Linked DNA regions of Sus scrofa: all the other regions are linked to region 3. A link is a contact called in public Hi-C data. All regions are on one chromosome and are shown on one strand. The core of a region is the stretch at or near the end of the contact, and the rest is flanking DNA. Distances in the headings are between cores, read along the strand shown.

Evidence for each region. A called contact is a pair of places that touch in the nucleus more often than the background predicts.
Region 1: a contact with region 3 is called in a Hi-C map of retroperitoneal adipose tissue, with 3 times the contacts expected there. A contact is called at or near these places in 2 of 5 promoter capture datasets (fetal skeletal muscle and liver), 33 of 47 Hi-C or Micro-C datasets (adipocytes, adipose tissue, alveolar macrophages and 18 more) and 2 of 2 datasets of targeted methods (alveolar macrophages and skeletal muscle).
Region 2: a contact with region 3 is called in a Hi-C map of retroperitoneal adipose tissue, with 2.8 times the contacts expected there. A contact is called at or near these places in 3 of 5 promoter capture datasets (fetal liver, fetal skeletal muscle and liver), 37 of 47 Hi-C or Micro-C datasets (adipocytes, adipose tissue, alveolar macrophages and 18 more) and 2 of 2 datasets of targeted methods (alveolar macrophages and skeletal muscle).

Annotation. Positions count from the first base shown.
Region 1 is chr4:8,358,844-8,362,499 of Sscrofa11.1, reverse strand. TG (thyroglobulin) reads left to right here. Exons shown (of 50, transcript NM_001168418.1): 11 at 1,458-1,697. Among named protein-coding and RNA genes, the nearest start is that of TG, 22 kb to the left of the region's middle.
Region 2 is chr4:7,913,232-7,916,854 of Sscrofa11.1, reverse strand. No RefSeq gene overlaps it. Among named protein-coding and RNA genes, the nearest start is that of ST3GAL1, 18 kb to the right of the region's middle.
Region 3 is chr4:8,109,202-8,112,705 of Sscrofa11.1, reverse strand. It overlaps WISP1 (WNT1-inducible-signaling pathway protein 1), which reads left to right and starts at 1,800. Exons shown (of 5, transcript XM_021088876.1): 1 at 1,800-2,190. The coding sequence starts at 2,110.

The DNA of each region.
Region 1 (3,656 bases), core at 1,015-3,514, 250 kb before region 3:
TTCATCCATCCATCCATTCATTCATGCATCCATTCCCCCATCCATCCATCAATTCATCCATCCATCCATCCATTCATCCATGCATCCATTCCCCCATCCATCCATCCATCCATCCATCCATCCATTCCCCATCCATTCATCCATCCATTCATTCATGCATCCATTCCCCCATCCATCCATCCATCCATCCATCCATCCATTCATCCATGCATCCATTCCCCCATCCATCCATCCATCCATCCATTCATCCATGCATCCATTCCCCCATCCATCCATCCATCCATCCATCCATCCATCCATTCCCCATCCATTCATCCATCCATTCATTCATGCATCCATTCCCCCATCCATCCATCCATCCATCCATCCATCCATTCATCCATGCATCCATTCCCCCATCCATCCATCCATCCATCCATCCATCCATGCATCCATTCCCCATCCATTCATCCATCCATTCATTCATGCATCCATTCCCCCATCCATCCATCAATTCATCCATCCATCCATCCATTCCCCCATCCATCCATCCATCCATCCATTCATCCATGCATCCATTCCCCCATCCATCCATCAATTCATCCATCCATCCATCCATTCCCCCATCCATCCATCCAGTCATCCATCCATCCATTCATCCATGCATCCATTCCCCCATCCATCCATCTATCCATCCATCCATCCATCCATCCATCCATCCATCCATCCAGTCATCCATCCATGCATCCATTCCCCCATCCATCCATCCATCCATCCATGCATCCATTTCCCATCCATTCATCCATCCATTCATTCATGCATCCATTCCCCCATCCATCCATCAATTCATCCATCCATGCATCCATCCATCCATCCATGCATCCATTCCCCCATCCATCCATTCATCCATCCATCCACTCATCCATGCATCCATTCCCCCATCCATCTACCCATCCATCTATCATTATCTCCCTATCATCCATTAATCCATCCACCTGTCCATCCTTCCATTTGAGGCAGCTGGTCAGGATGGTTGGTTCTGGGGTCATACTGACGAGACTGGAATTCTGAAGCAGCTACTTGCCAGCTAGGAGCTTGTTGAAGTTCTATGACTTCCCATGACTCAGTCTGTCATCTGTAACACACAGATAAGAATAATATCATACTGGGCTATTGCATGGATTAAATTAGATTGTGTAAATGTTCATAGGACCTGCCTGGTACTGGTATGGAATAAACATTAGCTAAGATTAATCTTCTTACAAATTAGGTACTCCATAAATGTTGAGTGAAGGCAGTTGTGGAGATAAAACAGAAACAAGAGTCCAGGTTGTGGAAAGTGCAGGGGTGAAGGAAACAGCGGAGGCAGAAATGTGTGTGTGTATGTGTGTGTGTGTGTGCATGCATGCGCACGGGTGCTCACATACTTCGAAGGTCAAGAGGAGCCACGCATGGTCTGCCACGTCTTTACTCCCCAGGTCCTGGCTCTTGTGAAGAAGTGAAGCTTCGCGTCCTGCAGTTCATTAAGGAAGCAGAAGAGATTGTCATGGTTTCCAACAGTTCTCAGTTTCCTCTGGGAGAGAGTTTCCTAGCGGCCAAAGGAATCCGGCTGACCGATGAGGAGCTGGCCCTTCCCCCACTCTCCCCATCCCGGGAGACTTTCTTGGAGAAGTTTCTGAGCGGGAGCGATTATGCCATTCGACTGGCAGCACAGTCCAGTGAGTGCCCCTTGCTTCTGGTTTCTCATTCCTTCTTTGGGGGAAGCAAGAGCTGGAATTAGTTCCTCTTCCATTATCTTCGGGACTGTGGTTTCCCTGGGCCCATGGGCGCCAGAAAAGACAAATGCATCTTGTGGTCCCGGTCAAGGCAGGAATATTGCCCACCTCTCCAGGATGCCCCCGGATCCTCCAGCAGAGCCGTGGGGCCAGGCTCCACGTTTTGTATTGCAGATGGTGCCTGCAGCCCACCAGGAAGCCAAGAATTCTGCTGGTAGTTTGGCCCCCAGGCCTCTGCCCACTGCCCCTTTGCTCCAGTGTGGCTGGGCTCAGAGCCCAGGTCTTTCTCATCTCCCGCTCGTCCTCCTCCATGGGCAGCCTGCTGGGCAGCAGGACCCAGGCCTCTTGCCGTCTTCTCACTGACCCACCACAACTTGGCAGGACACACGATTCATTTATCCCCAAGCCTCCCTGAGTTCCCCACCGCTGTGTGGCGGTCTTGGCTGCTTCTGTGGCTGGGTCTCTGGGCCTGAGTCACAGAGCAGCACAGCCGTGCTCCCCGCACAACCTGGGTTCTGAGACAGAGCACCCACACCCACAGGTGGGAGCCTCGTCCCTGAGTTCACAGCTCTGGCAGGCCTGCTGCCGCTTTGGCGTTGGCTCTCGCTTGCCTTTGGTCCCCTAAGCCCAGTGCCATCTTTGTTCCCTGCCCCTCCCTCTCCAGCCATCTCTTTGGGCGGCGGGGGGACAAGGCACCCCATCTTATCTTTATATCCTGGGGCCCGGCCTGGTGCCTGGCAGACAGCAGGACCCAGGAAATGCTGGTTAAGCATCCCCTTGCTCCTTCCCGCCTCGTCGTCTCTCCTCTCTCGCCTTCCCTCCCCGGGCACCTCTTTTCTCTGTTCCTCGGAGACCAGGAGATTCCGCCTTTGGCGAGGAAGCAGTTTCTGCAGACCTGTGTGTGGACAGGCATGACGTAATCCAGGGGCCAAAGAGGGACTCGTGTTCCCCGAGTTGTGACCATGTTGGTTCCGGAGGGAAATTTAGAGGAAGCGGGGAGAGAGCTGTTGGTGCCAGAGGGCTCCCTGAGTGTCGATGCCATTTTCTTCAGAAGTCGGGCGGAGGCAGCGCCCCTCCCTCCACGGAGCCACAGCTCTGACGACACCTGTCTCAGGCCACTGGGAAACTAGGAAGGGTCTTTAGCACAGGACGCGGGTTCCCACTTTTCTTGGGACCCCTCCAGATGAGCAGAGGCGTCTCTGCTGTTGCATAGTTGGGGGGTTCTTTTGGGCAGACCTCCTGGTCCCCGAGAGTCTGGGGATTGAAGGCCCAGCACAGAGACTGAGGCGACTGAGCGCCTTTGGCCAGCAGAACATGGCAGCGGTGCCCGGGGCCTGGGGTGCGGGGGGTGGGGTGGGGTGGGGAGCAGGGAGGGAAGGGAGCTGGCCTGGCGCCTGGGAGACGTGCAGTGAGCACGTTATTCCCACACCAGAAGACACCATGAGATGAGAGTTCATTCAAACTTCAGCCACCATTTTTTTTTGTTTGTTTGTTTGTCTTTTTAGTGCCTCGCCTGTGGCATATGGAGGTTCCCAGGCCAGGGGTCCAGTTGGAGCTGCAGCTACCGGCCTAGGTCACAGCCACAGCAACACCAGATCAGAGCCACATCGGTGACCTAGTTGCAGCTCATGGCAATGCCGGACCCTTTGACCCACTGAATGAGGGATCCAACCCGCATCCTCATGGATACCAGTCAGGTTCTTAACCCACTGAGCCACCATGGGAACTCCCAGCCAATGGTTTTGTTTTCACATTTTTATTTTGAAAGGGCAGTGTGGTGAGGGCCTGCCCGCTGCTCAGGGTCCCTCTGTCCTCCTCGGGGTGGAAATGTTTGTCACATAAACAAAAGCCTGCCAATTGGGCAGGGACGTGCTTGCTGTTCTTAGGATGGAGCCCACGCGG
Region 2 (3,623 bases), core at 310-2,809, 200 kb after region 3:
GCCCAGGGGACCAGGCGGACAGGAAGGCCAAGACACAGGTCCTTGGAAAAGCATGTTCTGAGGGCAGAAGGCTCTGGAAGCCTGGCAAGACGGGCCAGGGTGGGGGGAGAAGGTGGGTGTCAGAAGGGAAGGGGGATGTGTCCTCCAGCCAAAGCGGAGAGGGTAGCAGATGACTCTCCTGAGGGCCAGAGGGTTCGTCCTGCCCCCATCCAGCCAGCTAGTGCCACAGCAGGAAGGGAGGCAATCGCCACAGCCCAGCAAGGAGAGGTGGCCGAGCTGGAGGGCAAGGGCAGGGCTGGGGCAGGACCTTGGCCCCCTGGGCAGGGACCTGGTTTCCCAGGGACCCGGTGCCCTGGGAAGAATCTGCCCAGAGGCATCTCCTGATCAGCTGGGCTCTTTCCCAGCTTCCCACCCTCCGCCGAGCCTACGTGCATCGGACGGGGAAGCCTGACTCTTTCGCAACCGGGACCTGGAGAGGCTGGCCCGTGCATTTTCCGTCTTTATTCGGAAAGCTCAGCTGGTAAAGGGAAGCCACGTGTGTGCAACAGGAAGTCGGGTTTCCAGGACGTGCCTGCAGTCACAGCTCTATTTCTGGAACAATTCTATGGGCTCAGATTTCTTTAGAAAACCTAAGTTTAAATGAAACCCTGACAGCCAGCTTTTCTCTCTCATTGTTTCTGGTCCTGACCCACCACCCCCACCTTCCCTCCTCTTCCATCACAGAGCTCTGGCTGTGAGGAATGTGTAACCTGAAGGCCTTCCTTCAGGGCTTCTAGAAGAATCCCCCCGTCGGACACAGGGCTGCTCCTGCCTTCACTGGGGAGTCCGCAGTGGAAGAAGGATCTGCACAGAAGGAGCCCGGCGAAGGGAATAAGCACAGGAACACACCCAGCTCCTGGTCCACACTGCAGCCCTTCGGATAGCAGGAGGCATTGATGGAGCCTAGGCTGGGGTCCCTCCCTAGGGTCTGGGCTGGTCCGTCTGCCATTCCCTGAGCCCACAGCATGGAGCCCTTGGCCCAGGCAGACTCGGGTCTCACCAGGGCAGGACCAGGGGGCCTCTCACCAGCCAGCTCCTTGATGTGGGTGACGTCAGGGAAAGACGTGGGTGGAGACACTGCCCCTCTGAATCCCAGATGCTCCACCACATCTCCCAGCCTCCCGCCCCTTGTTGGGACCACGTGGGTAGCTCTGGCCCCTGGACCTTGAGCGGAAGCTATGGGTGTCAACTCCAGGCAGAGAGAGTTAAGAATGAGTGAGTCAGACTTCCCGTCTCAGCAGAAATGAACCCGAGGATGCAGGTTCAATGCCTGGTCTTGCTCAGTGGCATAAGGATCCATCGGGATGTAGGTCGCAGACGCGGCTCAGATCTGGCTTTGCTGTGGCTGTGGTGCAGGCCGGCAGTTGTAGCTCCGATTCTCCCCCTAGCCCGGGAACCTCCATCTGGCACGGGTACGGCCCTAAAAAGACAAAAAAAAAGAATTAGTGAGTCATCACCCCCCCTCCCTTTGCCCGTGACCTTGAAGGCCACCGATTGAAGTTGGAGTTGGCACAAGATGAAAACAGCTAGGGGACCCAAGTCACCACAGGGAGAGATTGCCAAACCCCTCAGACTGTGACACTGCAGGGAACAAACCTTGTTATTCGGTTGTAAGTCACTGGGAGGTAGGGCTTACTGGTGGCCGCAGCACTAGCCTGACAGAGCCAGGTCTGACCTTGAATCCTCCTGATCCCTTACAGAGTGTGTGGCTGCAGCAAGTAACCAAGGTCTCTGAGCCCCAGACCTTCCACGAAGGTGGCAACGCCATCTCACCCTTAGGCCTCTTGTGAGAACGAAGTGAGAAAATGCATCACGAAAGCCTGGCACACAGAAAGGACTCAGAGGCTGGGATGCTGCCTTCTTGGCTTTATAGCTACTCTGTCATTTAATACCCACTTTACAGATTGAGAAACTAAGGTTCCAGAGGTCCAGTTGTGGCTCAGTAGAAACGAATCCAGCGAGTATCCCTGAGGTTGTGGGTTCGATTCCTGGCCTTGCTCAGGGGGTTAAAGATCTGACGTCACCATGAGCTGTGGTGTAGGTCATAGAAGAGGGTTGGATCCCAAGTTGCTATGGCTGTGGTGTAGGCCAGCAGCTGCAGCTCCAATTTCACCCCCAGCCTGGGAACCTCCCTATGCCATGGGTGCTGCCCTAAAAAGCAAAAAGAAGAAGAAAGAAAAGAAACTAAGGTTCCAAGAGATCAGGCTTTGTAACACATAGGTTACAAAGCTATGAGTCTCAGAAAAAGAGTAAGAGTCTGGGAGTTCCCACCGTGGCTCAGCAGAAAGGAATCTGACTAGTTTCCATGAAAACACTGGTTAGATCCCTGGCCTCGCCTAGTGGGTTAAAGATCTGAGCTATGAGCCGTGGTGTAGGTCGCAGATGTGGCTCAGATCTGGCATGCTGTGGCTGTGGCATAGGCCAGTGGCTACAGCTCTGATGGGACCCCTAGCCTGGGAACCTCCATATGCTGCGGGTATGGCCCTAAAAGCCACCCCTCTTCCCCCCAAAAAGAAGAAGAGGGAGATCTGAAGCTAGTGAAGTTCTGAGGCCCAGAGTTCCAGGCCTGAGGCCAGCTTTGCAATGGGACACCATTCAAAGCTTTTTAGCCAGTTGACATTTGCTCGGGTTTGAGCTTTTCCGGCTGCATCCAGGCTTTCCCCCCTTGACTCACTTCTCTTGGCTGAGTGGCAGAGATCTCAACGCCCTTCCTTCTCTGGAGGGTGTGGACCTAATATTCTCTGGTGCCAAATCTTTCTACTTCTGACCTGGACTTGTGTGTTTTCTCTTGTGGTTTTCCAGCCCCTTTGGTCCCAACCCAATGGTGCTGAAAATCTGGCTGAAGGTGATTCCATTGCACCCTCTGGTGGCCACTGTCTCTTGTTGTTCTGGTCGATCCCTTGGCCAAGGTCAGGGTGAAACTTCTGGCTGCACCAGGCATTCCCAGGGCAGGGGGACCAGTCCGTGGGGGCTCACCTCCACCCTGCTTGGTTCAGAGCAAAGCAGGCAGTTCCCTGGCCCCAAGCTCTTGGAGGGGGGGTGGGGGGGGGACTCAGGCCCTTGCTTTTGAGGTCCTTCCTGGCTATACCCTTCCTCCCTGGCAAGTCACTTCACTTCCTGGAAGTTAGGTTTCCTTGTTCGAGTCTCCTCTAGAAGGAACGCTGCCTCTTGGCAGGGTTGTTGCAGGATTAAATAAGATTAGTGGAGGCAGAGCACTGGCCCTTTTGACAGCACGTGAAAGGGAATCGTGCGTTTTATTAATAATATTCTACTTTTCATGGTGTGGCCACTGTCTGGCTGCCAGCCTGTCCCCCACTAAGACTGTGACCTTCCGATGGGAGAGAACTCGTCTGCCCATCCTCTGTCCCTAGTGGCCCTCGGTACATATTTATCAAATGAAATATATATATTTAGGTGTATGGTTTTATGCCTGTGACCTCTAAATGCTGCTTATAGCTGCATCCCAAACTTTGATATGTAGAATTTTATTATCACTCTAAACATCTTCTTTTTTGATTTCTTCTTTGATCTATTTGTTGGTGAGCTATATCTCATAAGGATATAATATATATACATATATTTAT
Region 3 (3,504 bases), core at 551-3,050:
TGATTCCTAAAGGACACTTTTCTGCAGGGCTTATCTTATGGGATCCGTTTTAAGAGCATCAAGTAAGTGCTCTTAAATGAGGACTGCTTTTTATGAGGCAGTTTCTATGTAACAAATATTTCTGTGGCCGCTTTACGCAAGCTCCAGAAATTCCTTATATTCATTAGGAGGCACTTGGCTCCAAGGAACAAATTACTCTTAACCCACAGTTTAGGCATAAATCATTGAATTAGTTCATGCAACGGGAAGTATGTGTGTGTGTGTCTTTTTGCCTTTTCTAGGGCCGCTCCCACGGCATATGGAGGTTCCCAGACTAGGGGTCGAATCGGAACTGTAGCCGCCGGCCTACGCCACAGCCACAGCAATGCAGGATCCAAGCTGCGTCTGCGACCTACACCACAGCCACAGCAACACCAGATCCTCAACCAATTGGGCAAGACCAGCGATCGAACCCACAACCTCATGGTTCCTAGTGGGATTCGTTAACCACTGAGCCATGGCGGAAACTCCATGCATGTCTGAAGGCCCAGGTTCAATTGGAGTAACACTTTAGGGTCCAAGGACCCAGGCTCTTGCCCTTCTTCTGCACTACCATCTCATCATGCTGGCTTTTCATTCTCCAGTTTGTGCCTTAAATGCTCAAAATGACTGCTGCTGCTCCAGCCATCAAGGCAAAAAGAGAATGGGTAGAGAAGTCTTTTTTTTTTTTTTTTCTCCTCCCAAGGAATGGAATTCTTTCCAGGCGCTTCCAGCAGATTTCTCATTCTGTCTCATTGTCTGGAATTGGGTGAGAGGCTCATCCCTATGTCAAAGAATGGAAAGGTCATCAAAGTCACCTCTCGTGGGGTCACTCTTACAATCATACGCCCCCTCCAAGCAGCCGTGCAGGCTTCAGCATCCCCTTGTCCATGTTACAGGAAAAGGGAAGAGAAGGAGTAACTGTTATAAAAACCACAGGGGAGTGAGTTCCCGCTTAGGTCCAGAGATGGCAAGTTGCTGGGGTGTAAGGGAAACAGCAAGGAGGCCGCTGAGGCCAAGGCTGGTGCAGGAGAAGACTGGTGGAAAGAGAAGAGGCAGCTGGCCTCGGAGGCCATGCCAGGACTGGGGATTCCGGGCAACGTCAAAGTGTGGGCTTTGGGAGGCTGGAGCCAGGAGAGGGCCACGATCTTAGCTCCATTTGCCAAGGATGGGGCCCTGGTGGCTCTGAGACGTGTGCACAGTAAGGGCAGGAGGCTGTGGCTGAGGGTCCCGTGGGCATGGGGAGGCTGGATGAGGGCAGACCAGACCCCAGAGGAGACCCTTTCATCAGAGGGGCAAACGTCCATCAGGGGGTGAAGGCCAGGCACCCCAAACCTGGCAGTGATAAGAAACGCACCCAGATTCAGGAAGACAGGTCCAGGACCAAAGGGCATCAGGCTAAAAAGCAGGGGAGGGAACTCTTGCAAATCGGAAACCAGAACAATAATTTGTCCAGGAGGTGATGATGGCAACCGGAGCCCCAGCCCTGAGCTCATGTGTGAATTTCTGCCATTTCGAGATCAGAGGACTAAAAGCCGTCCTCATCCTTGTTTGCTGGCAGTCTGGGAGAAATGGCAACTGCAAACCAGAAGTAGGAGAAACCCCCGGGGGACAGGGAGGGAGTTGATTTTCTCTGCTGGGAGCGCTTTCAAAGCCCCCGCCCTTGTAACTGTACCTCCACCTCCGCCTGCACCCTCCCACCCCCTCCCACTCCTCACTCTTGCGAAATGCCCAGGCAGCCTGACCCCAGCTCCTTCTGTGAGAATTTACCCCCGGTGTGAAATCTTAGCCTTGTAACTTTCCCTTTAAGAGCTGTCAGAGCCCGGGGCTGGCCAAGCCTGGGCTGGAGGTGGGGACAGAGGGAAGAAAGAAAAAAGAGAGAGAGAGGCAGGAAAAGTTTTTTTCAGAGGCAAATGCAGGGTTTGTCCTTAACCCTGACGTCAGATCTTGCTTTAATAAAACCCCCCAAGGGCTGCGGGAAGAGGCGTATCTGGCGCCCCTGATGGGACAGGTCAGTCTCGCCCAGCTCCCCTGAGAGGTGGCCGGATCCTCGGGCTGCTCCTTAGATGCCGTTGCCCCTGACTTCCAGGCATGAGGTGGTTCCTGCCCTGGACGCTGGCGGCAGTGACAGCAGCAGCAGCAGCAGCAGCATCAGGCAGCGCCCTGGCCACGGTGAGTCTTGCACAGAGAGGGGACCCAGCTCCCTTCTCCATCAGTCCTGCTGCGGTGGGGGGGCAGGATGAGAAAGGCTGGAATGTCTCGGGCGGGTGGGGGGGGCCGGGGGGGCCCACTGAGGGGCGAGGGTGAGCAAACAAAACAAACAGGACTTTCACGCCCTCCTTCCCACCTGAAATGCAGCAGAAAGGGGCTCGCTCGGAGGAGGATCTGAGAGCCAGGGGGCTTTGACGCCACACCTAGATCTGCCCAGACTGGCTGTGTGACCTTGGGCTAGTCACTCACCCTCTCTGAGCAGCATAAAGTGAAGAAGACTGTTGCTAGATTTCTAGAGTCTCTGAGTTGGGAAAACAAGTCCCCATGCGTCGGAGAGGCTACAAGGAAGGGAGATGGAGAGGCCAAAAAAAGCTGGAAGGGGAAGTGCCAGCTTTCAACAAAAGCATTCCCTTGAACAAACAGTGGTTATGATGGTTCTCTAATCCTGACTGCCTCTGCCTTGGGCTGGCACAGCCCTCTACAGTTTGTGAAGCGGGCACATTCAGGTCCTGCTCAGGAAGCCCTCTGTTTCGGGGGACTCTGAGGGTTGTCTCTCCCCCACCTCCATCCCCAGGCTCACGGAGGGGAAGGGAGAAAAGCCTGCACCCCCAAGAAGCCAGGGAGCAAGACACGTGGCAGCACAGAGCCCGCCTGCTGGCTCGGGGCGTGGAGCAGGCACAGGCCGGGCAGGAGGTGGGCAGCTGCGAAGAGCTTCTGGATCCAAGATCCCACAGCCGGGGCCGGGGCCGGCTGCCAGGAGTAAGGCTGAGAGACAGACGGAGGGAGGATGGCAAGAGGCAGATTATCACCACTCCCTGGGACCGACCGCTTTCTTTGGGATCAAAGTGCCCGTTCCTGAATGAGGAAACTGAGGCTTGGGGGGAGGTACCTGCTCGTGGACTCAGAGATGCTGGCTCTGATTCAACCAAATCTGAGGCTGCGAGCCTACGGCCAAGCCCAGGGCGGCTGCTCGCAGGAACTGAGTGATGGATGAACCTCCACGCACTGGGGGGCCAGGGGGTGTGATGAGAGCAGGGGGGGCGCCTGGGCAACGCGCTGTTAAATCCTCCATACTTTGCAGGACTCCCGCCCTTAACAGCAGTTTCCCAAAGAAAGGATGTGAATTCCATTTCACAAGCGAAAGAAATGGAGACAGGGTCTCATAAGAATCGGTGCGAGGGCTCAGACTTAATCTTTCCCTCCAAAACCCACTCTCTCTTCCAGAGCTTTCTGACCAACTGGAGCAACTAGAAGGCCCCAAATCAGGCTTTGTTT